Linked DNA regions of Hordeum vulgare: region 2 is linked to region 1. Evidence: chromatin contacts called from public Hi-C data. All regions are on one chromosome and are shown on one strand. Each heading gives the region's core, a stretch centred on a gene start, on an enhancer-like site or on the middle of the called end of the contact. The rest is flanking DNA. Distances are from core to core; before and after follow the strand shown.

The links. Hi-C and Micro-C count contacts between places; a contact is called where the count stands out from the background.
Region 2: a Hi-C map of leaf shows a contact between it and region 1, with 4 times the contacts expected there. The contact joins two enhancer-like sites. A contact is called at or near these places in 4 of 6 Hi-C or Micro-C datasets (leaf, seedling and an unstated tissue).

The regions. Positions count from the first base shown.
Region 1 is chr3H:583,786,693-583,793,170 of MorexV3_pseudomolecules_assembly, forward strand. No RefSeq gene overlaps it. Among protein-coding and RNA genes, the nearest start is that of LOC123445353, 22 kb to the left of the region's middle. Within about 2 kb of position 3,334, at least 2 of the 3 cell types and tissues checked have open chromatin away from gene starts, as enhancers often do. A contact at or near this core is called in leaf and seedling, where this site is marked.
Region 2 is chr3H:583,842,594-583,849,071 of MorexV3_pseudomolecules_assembly, forward strand. It overlaps the pseudogene LOC123442099. Among protein-coding and RNA genes, the nearest start is that of LOC123442100, 45 kb to the right of the region's middle. Within about 2 kb of position 3,283, at least 2 of the 3 cell types and tissues checked have open chromatin away from gene starts, as enhancers often do. A contact at or near this core is called in leaf and seedling, where this site is marked.

The sequences.
Region 1 (6,478 bases), core at 2,084-4,583:
AATAGTATTTCTATTGTTTAGAAATCAAATCACACTCCATTTCTCACATTCTCAGACTTCCATCAACAAAGTTGTTTGCTTATTTATTTTCTGTCTAAATAAAACCAGGTAATATATTTTGAATCAAATTTTTGTTGTCGGAATTGTTTTGACTGGCATCATTGTTTTAGTTAGATGTTTTACCGTGCATCAAGTTTTGAGTATATTTTAAAAGGCAAAAATATATTTTCAAAATATCTTCAACATTGATATCCTTTCAAAGGTCTCATCAAGTTAAATACAATAGTCAAACTAATCCAAAATTAGACATTCGGTTTAAAATATATCACCCATTTTTTGTTTGAGCCATAAAAACCCAAACGTATATGGTTGTAGCAGGGAGAGATGTGAAGTGCGAATTCATTTTTACAAAGTGAATAGTTCTCTCTGCAAAACGGTATAGGCTAATTTGTGATCAAATCTGGACCATTCCTTTGTCAAATATTGGCCCAAAACCTACTAGTGCACTGGGTGCAAAGATTTACTTGGTGCATAGGATATGTTCTCTATCTATGCTAGACCTTTTCCCTATCTATCTGCTATGCATATGGTTTCCCTATGTTGCAGCCGCACAACTATTAGAGCATTTACAACCGAAATTTGCAAATTGAGCCCTCAAACGTCCGCGGACGCTCCCGCGGACATTGACTGGATATGCCTCAAAATTTTCGATTTGCAACCACATACCATATTTTTGAAACATCAGATACATGGAAACACATGCACATCGATCATCACGTCCGTGTTCGGCTGGCGGGACACCAAAAATACTTGAAGATTTTGATATTCGTATTGGCTTGATGGGTTTTAGATGTTATTAGTCCCACCTCATTGCCTTATGAGCTAATCCACCGGTAAATAGCCGGGTCGTCTAATTGTGACAAACTTCGGTTGTCATTGTATCATTTGTGAAGCATATGGATGTTGAGTACGAATCTTCTCTGCTTATGACAAAGAAGATTCGTAGACACGGTCTATTTCCTTCATAAATGAAACATTGATGTTTGCATGGCTCTTTTTTATTCATAAAATATATTTTCACTGCTCTTTTGAAATCATACAAAAAATCATTGTAGTATGACATCAACGTACATGAATGAGGTAAACTTGACACAATGAGATTTGATCCACCTATGCAATTAACAGAGAAGCTTGTTACTATCCAGCGGCGCGGGCAAGAACACCTCCTCTTCGGGTGGCCATAGGTGGAATTGCTATGAAATGGAGTGCATTGCCTGGCCGCACCCGGTCGTGTTCAAACGCCTTCATATCGTCCCTATACTTTGTCTCGATTTGAGGGGTGCCTGTCAGTCCAGACGTATAGAGACCAAATGAGGGGTCCGGTTGAGTCATATTTTATTGACCGGACGGGTGTTTCGGACGTTTAGGGAGGGAGTATGGGGTCTGGCTGTAGACGCTCTTAGTGCTTGATTACTTCCATCCGTTGTTGATCTTCACTCCCAAGAAATATCAGGTGGTGGTGATGACGGGCATATATGATGGGAACACAGCTCGTCGGCCGGCGACCAAGATAATGGCATGGGCCGAGGGCACCAGCTCCCGTGTCCATGTTGTTGCGCTTGCTAGATAAATTCTGGATCCATATAAGTTACTCTTTCATTCATATACATCGTTTCAGTCATGCATGTGACCTCCTTTGTCCTTTGCACCGGATGCAACGACTACTAAAATAAAATCACATTTACACTTCAAAATCCTTACACCAATCTCATCCCTAAATATTAGGGACCCACTAAGTTCGGTCTCACCCTTGATATATGGTACCAATCTATCTGTCTAGTGGTGTTCTTACCATGGCCCTTCACCTACACCATCATTCAGAGATAGAAAGGAACCAATGGCACTTAAGATTTAGGATTTAGACACGTATAGCACGTTTGGAATAGGAGGCATACAGAAATGTGTTCATTCACGCCGTGCCACGACTGGTGTGAATGACCTAATTACGGCCATCGTGGCATGAACTATAGCTAGGCTGAAGGAACAGCGACGATGACACATCGTTTCGGAAAGAGACTAGGAGCTGCACGTCGATGAAAAGCAAATGTATGCCTTGGGACTATCTTTGCTCTCAAGCTCTTCCCTATCTCAAAGGGGGCACTTATTCGTTGTATTTTTTTTCGTAGAACAGTGGTGTTGTCCGTGGTCTTTTTGGTCCTTTTATTTTTTGTAGCTACTTACTGGCAAAGCTAAATGTCAATTTAGAAACAAAATAAAGCCCACGTGAATTAAGCTTGACGATATAAATGACAAATTCAGCATGAATGGTGTCTCAAAAAAGAGAGGCAAAAACAACACTACTCACATATTTTTCTATGTGTATTTTTAATTTGAATTTGAATTTTTTAGGGTTGTATACGTCTTATGAACATCCACAAAAAAATCACTTTTTTTTAAAGATGAAAATTTGATTTTCCAAACGTGGGGTCACGGGAGCATGTGATATTCTCCTCCCTTGGGTGTTCCTATGACATACAATTATGATGATACCCTTGTTGTCGGCGCGTGTAGTTTGGTACTTAGTTGCATCCAATTGCCCTCCCACTGTGGATCTTCTCTCCAAAGAAAAAAATATGGTGGCCAGCATATATGGTCGGAACATGGCTCGCGCCGCCGATGGCAAAGAGAATTGCGTGGGCAGGGCACCACCTCCCATGCCTATGTTGTTGCTCTTGTTATCTCTGCGTGTAGCGAAGAGTATCATAAACTATTATCATGCATATGACATTATCCTTGTCCTGCATAGTATCCTAACTTACTATTTTAGACCTTTCATAGTCGGGGTATCATATGTAATATCACGTTGCCTCATAAAATCCTAACTAGGCATATTGGTGCAATGTCATGGCATTAGTTGAAGAAAGAAAAGATGCTAGTATCATATTCTCATGCATGACACATAAAAACAAGGAATTTTTTAGCAAAATTGTCTAGTCGGTATGCATGATACTTATTATAGTCCCATTACAACTGATCTAAGTCATTCACTCATTCACATCGGTGTAGAGGCGGAAGCCCGTCTTGCTCCCCGCTGCGAAGCAGCAACCGTCCTGGCTGTAGGAGATGTGGAGCAGGTCCGTGGCCGCCGGGAACGACTTCTCCACATTGCCGCATGCGGCGATGGCGGCGTTAGTGGCGGTGGCGGATGAGACAGGAAGGAGACCGTGGCGGTGTCATCGCCATCCTCCTTGTCGCCGGACAGGATGGGCTCGATCCCGTTGGTGGGGAGCGACGGTGGCTCCGGGCCCTCGTCCTGCGCTTCCGGATCTAATGCGTCCGCCACCGGCTCACGCGTCTTCGGTCCCACACGGGCTTTCAGACCTTGGTCTCTCACCGTGCCATGGGCTCGGGCGGCAACGGGTCCACGAGGAACGAGCTGGGATTTGGTAGTCTGAACTGTTCCAAGGAGGTTGCGGGCATGCGGCACGGCTGTAAGGGTTATGAATAATTACACAACTAGCTTAGGTCACTGGCAAGTAGGGCCCGCAGTGCCATCTGGGTCGGTCCTGGGCGCGAGCTGGCACCCGGCAGCACAGCTTGTGAAATGTCGGTTTTGTCGGTCTGAGCGGGTTGGATGGCTTGGAGGGGGAGTCAATGCAGCGGGTACCTTTCATGTTGTCCGGGCCATAGTGTCTCACACATACTCTACTCGGTAATGTTGGCGACGAGTACGTCACTAACCCTTGAGTAGCACGGACCAAGCTTTGGTTAGATGGTTAAGACGACATTCATATCCTTTACTCATCAAAAAATTAAGTCGTAGCTTTGATATTGATGCTCATACTATTTTGCATTTATTTCAGACCTTTCGATAATGTAAATTCAGTGAAGAATACATTTCCGTTGACTACGAAGACTTCTATAACAACTTCATCTATCTCAAGATAAAGTACCAACTCAGTCTTTTATAAATGTTCATGGGTGTGAATTCTAAAGAAAAGTAAAATATGCATGTACACATTGATGTCCCGCGTAGCCTTTTAGTCCCGGTTTGGGACACGAACCGGGACTAAAGGCTCCTTACGGACCGGGACTAAAGCCTCAAGGGAGGCATTGAGAATTGAGGCGACGTGGCTGGGCCTTTAGTCCCGGCCCAAAGGCAGGCCGGGACTAAAGGGTCCCGGCCAAAGGCCCGTTTTCCACTAGTGCCATGGTTCCATTCACACAACGGGTTCCTAGTTTCATCAACCGTAGAGGCGCAGTGACGTTCCGTGGTGACCATGGCATCATGTGTGGTTGTGAGCACAAAAGAGAAGGAGAAGATCAGAGAGGAGGGAGAAGAAGCATGGGGTTGAGAGGAGAACGAGGGGAGAGGGGCGGGCCGAGGAACGGCGACGTGTCGTAGCTCGTAGGGGCACGCCAGTGATGCGACACGAGGAGGAGCGGCTGCTCGGACGCGAGGCAGAGGAGCTCTTCCATGGGGCATGGGCTCGGGCGAAGCAGGCAGGAGGCCGCGTCCTCGCCGGGACGGAGCGCACCGGAAGCATCTCCCCTTGTCGGGTCCGGGCGAGGTAGGGCACTGGGACGACATGCATGAAGGCTGGGCGGCGTGGTAGGGAGGGGTCCGACAGGTGGCGTCGGACATCGACGGCGAGCCGAAGGTCGACGGACGTCGACGATGCGAGGATTGGAGTCTTCTCTGTTGCTGCTTTGGGACCTGCTCACCACCTGTTCCTTGTGCTGCTCCTCTTCCACCCCCGCGTGACCGACCGATCTCCCGATCCATACATTATGATGGCCAGCACCGACGTCAACAACAAGCCCGAGGGGCCCATCGACTCCGAGGAATGCTGCGTGGGGAGGCGCCACCGCCTCGCCCCGAACCGATACGTCCACGCCGCCAGCGCCTCCTCCACCCCCACTCCGACTGAGGAAGGGGAAGTACTCCTACTATCCCCACCGCCCACCCTCGGAGGGCTTAGAAGAACGGCCCGAAGGCAAGGCCTACGGCGTGGCCGATCCGATGCAGTGGCCGCGCGCGGAGCACTTGGCCGATGCTGGCCGCTGACGCATCGACTGTTGCCTCGTCGTGGCCCATGGGGTTCAGGTCTATTCCAAAAGCGCCATCAGGAATCGGTGGTACTTGTTGCTGCTTCTCTTGGAGGCACTGCTCGCCACGGCGGTGGGAGGCTTGCTCGTCGACCCGAAGAGGCCGGCGTGCCGCACAGGCGAGCCCGCGGCGGTGGACAGTGGCCTGGGCTCCGAGTCCAACGACGACGCGGCAAACTAGTTGCTTGTGTCCTCACCATCATTCATAGCAACCGTCATGTCACTGTGTGTGATACGAAAATGCTAGAACTACTAAAGCCTACATAAGTTTATTAAACCTTCCAACTAATCTAAACATGCCCCCCTATTTTCGGAAGTGGGTGGGCCTCATCCTCCTCTTAATCCAATCAGTTATTGCCAAGTCAGACTATTACGTAAACGTACGTAAACATTTACGTAGATGTAGCATTGCTCTGTGTGATATGGGTGCCTGCTAAGTCTTAGACAGAGTGTAGTTGCATGTGCCGAGTCAATATAGACAACCAAACAACGTGTTTAAACCGATCCTCTAATGCAGACAGCCTCGATGCAAGCAACCAAGCGAGGTATAGATGTTGGGTTTTTACCCTGCTTCTATCCCAAAAATGCTAGACCTACGAAACCTGTTACAAAACTGCTACTAAACCTTCCTTCAAAACCTCTCTCCTCCCCCCTCCCCCATTTCAACGGGGGTGGGTCCCCCTTGCTCTCTTATCTCCAATAAATAAAGGCCAACTGGCTAATCCTTCGTAAACTTACGTAGTTTTCCGTAGGTCTAGCATTGCTTGTTTCTGTCCAATCAGGCTCTACTCAGCAAAACATGCAATGCAGGTATTTTCGTACATTGCGACCAAACACGCCCAAAGATAGTGGCGTGGGCCAGACACCACCTCTCACGTCCATGTTGTTGTTGTGTTTGCTCAATTTCTGGATCCATATGATGTTCAAATCTGTAGTGGGCCTTAGGCCCATGAGACAATTTTGGAAATTTCAAGGGCCCATGTTAATGGTGGTATGATAAAAGGGTAGTGAAAAGTTTAGTCCCACCTTACTAGTGGAGAGGAAGTTGGAATCCTTTATAAGGGTCTCTCTTCTACATGCTATTGGAGCATGAGAAGAGAAGAGGTCCTCGCTGACGACTCCTCCGCCGCCCGCCACGCCACGCGATGCTTATTACTAAAGCCGCGGGTTGCAGGAATGAGCCGAGCCGATAAAAACACATTGTTTCGGTCACACATGTCACCTCCTAACGCCGGATACAACGTCCACTAAATGAACCGTTTTTATGGTTCATCAATCCTTATATACCAAAATACACGAGGATCATCGAATTAAAGCCTGAATTTAGATACTCCCTCCATTTTTATATACAAGGTCACAAACCCATAGT
Region 2 (6,478 bases), core at 2,033-4,532, 56 kb after region 1:
TCTTTAAACATCAACTGCTGCTCAGCGAAGTTATGACCTTTCTCAAACAGATCGAACACCTTGAGTGCAGGGCAGCTCCGGATCTCCAGTACCCTTAAACTAGAGTTCAAAGCCCCTAGGGAAGTACAGGTACATCTCTCCAACTCTGGCATTTCAACCAAAATCAGCTCCTGCAATGACGGAACTGATACTTGTCTTATTTTTCGCATGTTGGTCAACTTGAGCGTCGTAAGAAACAGAAGTCTTTCCAGAGATAGAAATATAAGCTTTTCGCCACAACCCTCCATATTAACCATCTGCCCAGAGGCAAACGAAGTACCACGACATAAACCAACCTCTAATACTTGAAGATGGAGAAACTTGCTCAAAGCTTGAGGTAAATCTCCTTGCCAAACATGAGAAACCTGAAGGTTTAGGTACCGAAGATGAGTAGGATTTACCAAACCACATGGGAGGGAATGAGAACGAACAGTTGCAGACACTTGCAGCAGACGCAAATTGTGTGCCTTTTCAAGTATTTGTTGGAACAGTTGGGAGTCAAAATGCCCAATTAAGACCAACGATCTCAAATTTTTAACTGTTTTCCGCAATATCTCCTCAAACTTCTCTTTGTGCCAATATATAGGATCAGTTACTATTGACAAATGTTGTACAGTTGATGAAATCTCATTGCATTCTAGAGCATTCAAAGTTGCACACTCAGTTCTTGAAATTACCCTTGCGAAATCATGCATAAGACCATACATAACATAAGTAGTTTGACTGCTTGAAGAGTGGACTCCTTCAATCTGCTGAAAGAACCCCAGGTTCACCAAATCAGCCAGATAGAGCCGTCCTATCTCATCCAATCTCATACTTGAATGACTACACTTCACAAATCCCAGTGAAATCCAAATACGAACTATCTCCTCAGCAAGAAACCGGTAATCGCAAGGGAATATAGCACAATATGAGAAGCATTGTTGTAAATGGTAGGGCAGTTGATCATAGCAAAGCTTCAAAGTAGGCATAATGCCTCTTCTGAGTTGCAGGGATTTCCAATCTTCGCTCTTCAAAATGTTACTCCAATGATCAATGGTAAGATGCTCTCTTAGTAGTGCCCCTGCAGTTTCTGCAGCTAGTGGGTTTCCGTTCAACTTTTCTATGATTTGCCGTCCCAAGATCTTAAGACTACCTTCCACTTCACAGTTCTCATCACCAAAGACACAAGCCTTAAACAATATCCAAAAAACATCATTTTGCAAACCATGTAAGTTAATTGGTTCAACCGTACCTCTCCTTTTTGCAACAGTTGGTTTTCTAGTTGTCACAAGTATGATATTGCCTTTTGCATTGCCAGATTTGAAAAGGGCGAATAGCTGGTTCCACTGGCAATCATTCATGTCATCCCAGACATCATCTAAAATAAGCAGAACCCTCTTTGATTTAATATAACCTTTCAAGACCTCCTGAAGCCTGGCAAAGCTGTACATCCCTTCATGTGTTCCTTGGGAGACAAAATCCAATATCTCTCTTGAGATTCTCGTTTCATCAAATTTCTTGGACACCGAAATCCATATTCTGTGGTCAAATTGACTTTCCACAGATGGATCGTTGTATACCAGTTGAGCAAGGGTTGTCTTCCCAACACCACCAATGCCTAAAACAGTCAGAACAGTTACAGTGCTGGATGATTTGTGTCCTTTTATAAGCTGTATGATTTTTCCCTTTTCATGATCTCTCCCATAAACTTTTCCCTGAACAAGACTTGATGTTCTACGGTGTGGATGTTCTACATGGTGATTTGAACTTGCGCTAGAGTCTGACCCAAGTATCATCAGAGCCTCTCTCACATCTCCTCGGATGCCTTGCAACTGATGAGTTATGTCTTTTATCCTATTGGAAAAGTTGTTCTTGTCCCAAGTGTATGTGTCAGATGTGGTGCCGTGTTTTGGCTCCTCAACCCCAACCCCTCTCATGTTTCTGGTGGATGAAATACCATCAGTTGCAGTAGAAGGAGTACTTGCAGTAGCATCACCAGTGCTGCAATAAGAGAAAAAGATGATGGATTGGCTGTTAGAACCACCATAGATGTATACAGGAGAGTCTTAAAATGTGCTGGCGACCCATGAAGATATAAATTTCTCAGTTACCTTGAAAGGTCACTTGCTCCACGTTTCTTCTTACAACTTTTACTCTTGAGATGCTTGCGCAAAATAGGTGTCCCCTTGTCAGTTGTGCACTCAACCACTACACCGCAGTGCTTACATATTGCTCTGACAGGCCCTCCATTTCCAGCAAACTCCTCGATATCAAAGTGTCCCCAGGACTCGGACCGTAATCTGTCAACACTGCTACTCTCAGTCGATCTCTCCACTTGCAGTGATCCATGTGCATCTGTTTCGTCATGGTCATGCCTTGTGCCTGTACCAAAAGAAAATATGGAACAAAAATTTAACTCTCTTTTTTTTTTGTGAATGAACGGAAATTTAACTCTTGAGCTATTTACTCTATATACTTTGTGCTCCCTCATTTTCTTTTCATTTCGCATACTATGTTTTTTCTTAAGTCAGAATTTTGAAGTTTGACCAAGTTAACATTCAGAATATATCAAATTAACATCATTAGATCGATCAAGCAGTAAATCTTCATGGTGTATTTATTTGGTATTGTGGGTGGTGATATCTTCTAACCTAATATAAATTTGGTCAAACTTAACAAACATAGTACCCGGAGTAAAAGGAACGGGTGGAGTGCTTGATTTCCGAAAAATCAACACAGTAGGCATTCAAAAAAAAGAAAAAACTTAGCGCCGGCGAGGTCACCGGAGAAGGGTGGTGATCTGAATGGTGAACTATTCTGCAGCGACGGGGCCACAGTTGGATGGATCTAGGGGACACGCTTACCTCCTTCCAATTCCAGCTGCTGCTGGAGCCTCAAGTAGTCGAGCTCGTCCACCAGATCCTCCGCGCCGTAGAGCAGCTCCCTGATGCGAGCGAGTGATCGGGCTAGCGGCTTGTTCCCGATCGCTCTCCCCTTGACAGCAGAGACCACCATCTCGACTCCTTCGACCTCGGATCTGAGCCTCTCGATGTCATCCGCGAGCCCAGCCCGGCGAATCCAAGCATCGAGCTCGCCGCCAGCTAGGAGGATGGCATAGATGGCCTGCACCAGCCACCCAATCGCGGCCTCCAGCGAAGCTTCTTCCATCAGATCCAGTGGAGAAGCAGTGGCGGCGGGTGGGTGGAGCAGAGCACTGAGAGTGAGGGCAGACTAGCAGAGGCAGTAGTATGCAGCCGGGAGTCCTTTTTTTTTTTAAATCTGACAGCCGGGAATCTTTAAGATGGAACTACTGGTTAGTTTACTTATGAGGTAATAGCACCTCAGATCCTACAACTTACACATAATGTGATGGTTTGATCCTGGAACTTGCAAAGTGCACCTATTTCATCCTAGAACTTGCTTCTCTTGTGCAGTTTTAGTCCACAGCGAATCACAGCGCGCCAAGTGGATAGAGTGGGCAGGGTTGGTGGTTTTGCAAAGTAGCCCTTCCATTTGTCAGTTATTAGGGTATGTTCCGCTCAAGCCAGATCAGGGACAGTCACACAAAGAAACTGATGGTGCCCCACCAAAAAAAAATCTGATGGTAAATTTTTTGAAAGAAGCGAGACACAAGGAATAAGTATATCATTGCAACTTCAGAAAACAGGCTTCACATACCACTCCGGTACATAAAGCAAAGGTCTTGCTCACAAAAAAATGAGTATAGTGCAGCTATGTTCCCCTCGACACAGAAAAACATTTAGCTCAGTAGCTCTTGCTCAAAGCATGCTAACTTCCTTTTAATGAGCACCTATAGATCGTTCCTGTTTGTTCATATGCAAGTCCCACATCATGAGCTTGCAGTCATCACTAATGGACCCAAATAGGTTCCATCTTTTTCAGTAAGGATGCTTGCACAAAGAAAAGATCTTCCCACTATGGTAAAAGTTGAGCTTAGAACAAACTCTAGTACTGCAGCTATACTCCACTCAGACACAGAAAAACATTTAGCTGAGCAAAAAGTGAGCATAGAACAAACTGTAGTACTGCAGCTATGTTCCCGTCAACACAGAAAAAACATTTAGCTCAACAACTATCAATTAAAGCATGCTTACTTCCTTTTGGTGCGCAACTATAGATTGTTCTGGTTTGTTTGTACGCAAGTACCACATCATGAACTTGCAGTCATCGCCAACAGATCCAAATAGGTTTTCATCCTTAAGGTGCCAAGCAACATCTTCAACGACATCCTCATGAGCCTGCATAAACATAAAATTTAACTAGGTATTTAACATTGCAAGCCATGCCTACATACTCATGATTGTGAAGATCATCATATCCAAAAATAAACATACATACACTCTTATGTCGCATGTGTAAAACAGAACCATGCAATTACGATTTTGGATTTTGAACAAGCAAGAGAAGCACAGAAGTAATGGATAGCTTAAGAAATCGTGATTGTGAAGATCATCAATCATCATATCCAAAAAATGTGGATCCAGGCATAACAGTTACACAAGTCACGTTTCCACTGTGGGCCATCTTCACAGATGTATGTTTTTACTGACAAAAGAAGGTGTTGTCAAAAATAATATGACTAATAAGGATGGGGAGCTACGATGCTCCGGCTGGAGAATGGTTGATGGAAGTCAGTCATACTTCTATGCTATTGTTAAGTTAGTTTGGTCTGTTTCTCAGTGTTCAGCTGATGCTGGTCTTTGTAATGAGCAAGTACTTTGTAATGATGGTTTCTGAACATGTCGTTTTAGTTTAAGCTGTTGTAGTAGTTTTTTTGTAAGCTCAGTCCTTGACTGTAAGGCTTGTGATCGGAGGCTGATCTGGGGCGAAGAAAATCATTTTATTTGGAAATAAGTAGGGACTATAGCAATTTTAACATGCGAGCCAAATGATGCAAGACTCACCACCTACTTGCTTAAAAAAAGGAAAAAGGTCTCCAGCCTCTGCACTAATTTTTTAAAAGGCATGTACTCAACTCAGTAAGTCTTTTCAAATAGTAGAAAATTGTGTTTTCACTATCCAGCTAAAACAATATTTTTCCTAGTATGAAACCACTGCAAACAACAAATAAATTTATTCAAGTCCAATCTTCATATTAAAGCACCAACAGAAGTGATGAATTGTAGTGGCAACCAAGCTAATGGCATTCTATTTTAATTGCTTAATAAGAACTATCAACTATGAGCCTTTTGTTGAGATCATGCGTTCTCATGTTATCGCGGCGGTTGATTAATCTGAAGTCAGGAGAGACCACTTCTTTGATTCCAAATGAATTGTGACCTGATGAATAATAACAGGAAGAGCACAACTCTTGCCCGACACAAATTGCTATTTTATAAATAAAATCAGAGAAACATTATTTTCAATATGCCTGAAAAGTGAATAAAAATGACATACAATACGTTTCTGGTGCAAGATTAATGTGCCCAGCCTGGTTATCCTCCATATACGGAATAACCAAGTATATCAAGGGAAGTTTCAATATATTACGTTTGCAGACAGTAGACAAAACAGTGAATGAAGTGGTGACTTCGACTAAATTTGCTCATCCATTCGGGGAGATTAAGTTGCATTTCATCATATTATCCTTTCACATATAGTGGTGTGGGTATGGAAAACGAAGGACGACATAATTCATGGTTGATTTCTTGGCAATGTTCTGACTTATGAGTTATGAGTTGAGTGCTTCGGGTATCCACAGGTCTTATGAAGCCTGAAGTGTTAATTTTGAGTAATTTGTAATGATGGTTTTTGAAACTGTCATTTTAGTGTCAGCCGATGTAGTAGTTTTTGCGTAAGCTAGGTCCTAAACTATAAGACTTGTGGTTGGGGATGATCTAGGGCCAAGAAGCTCATTTTATTCGAAAGCAAAAAGAAGTACGACTGTACCAATATTAGCATGCTAGGCAAATGACGCAATGCTCACCAGCTACTTGCAAAAAAAAATGGTCTCCAGCCTCTGCATTATTATTTTTTAAAGCAGGTACTCAACTCACCAAGTCTTTCCAAATAATAAAAACTATGTTTTCACCATCCATACCCTAATAACTGACAAATGGAAGGGCTACTTTGCAAAACCACCAACCCTGCCCCACTCTGTCCACTTGGCGCCCTGTGATTCGCTGTGGACTAAAACTGCACAAGAGGAGCAAGTTCTAGGATCAAATAGGTTCACTTTGCAAGTTTCAGGATCAAACCATCACATTGTGTGCAAGTTGTAGGATCTGGGGTGCTATTACCTCTTTACTTATGGATTCAACTACGTTGCATGCTCGTGCTTCCATGTGGCAACTCGCATGCACATATATCACGTAGAGATTCTCTTCAATGCTTGAAATTTTTTAAAAAATATCTTTAACACCATTAATTTAATTGATGATATGTTTTCATCGTTGGTTTTATCGCGATAAGATCTTTGAAACTAGATTCCATGTCG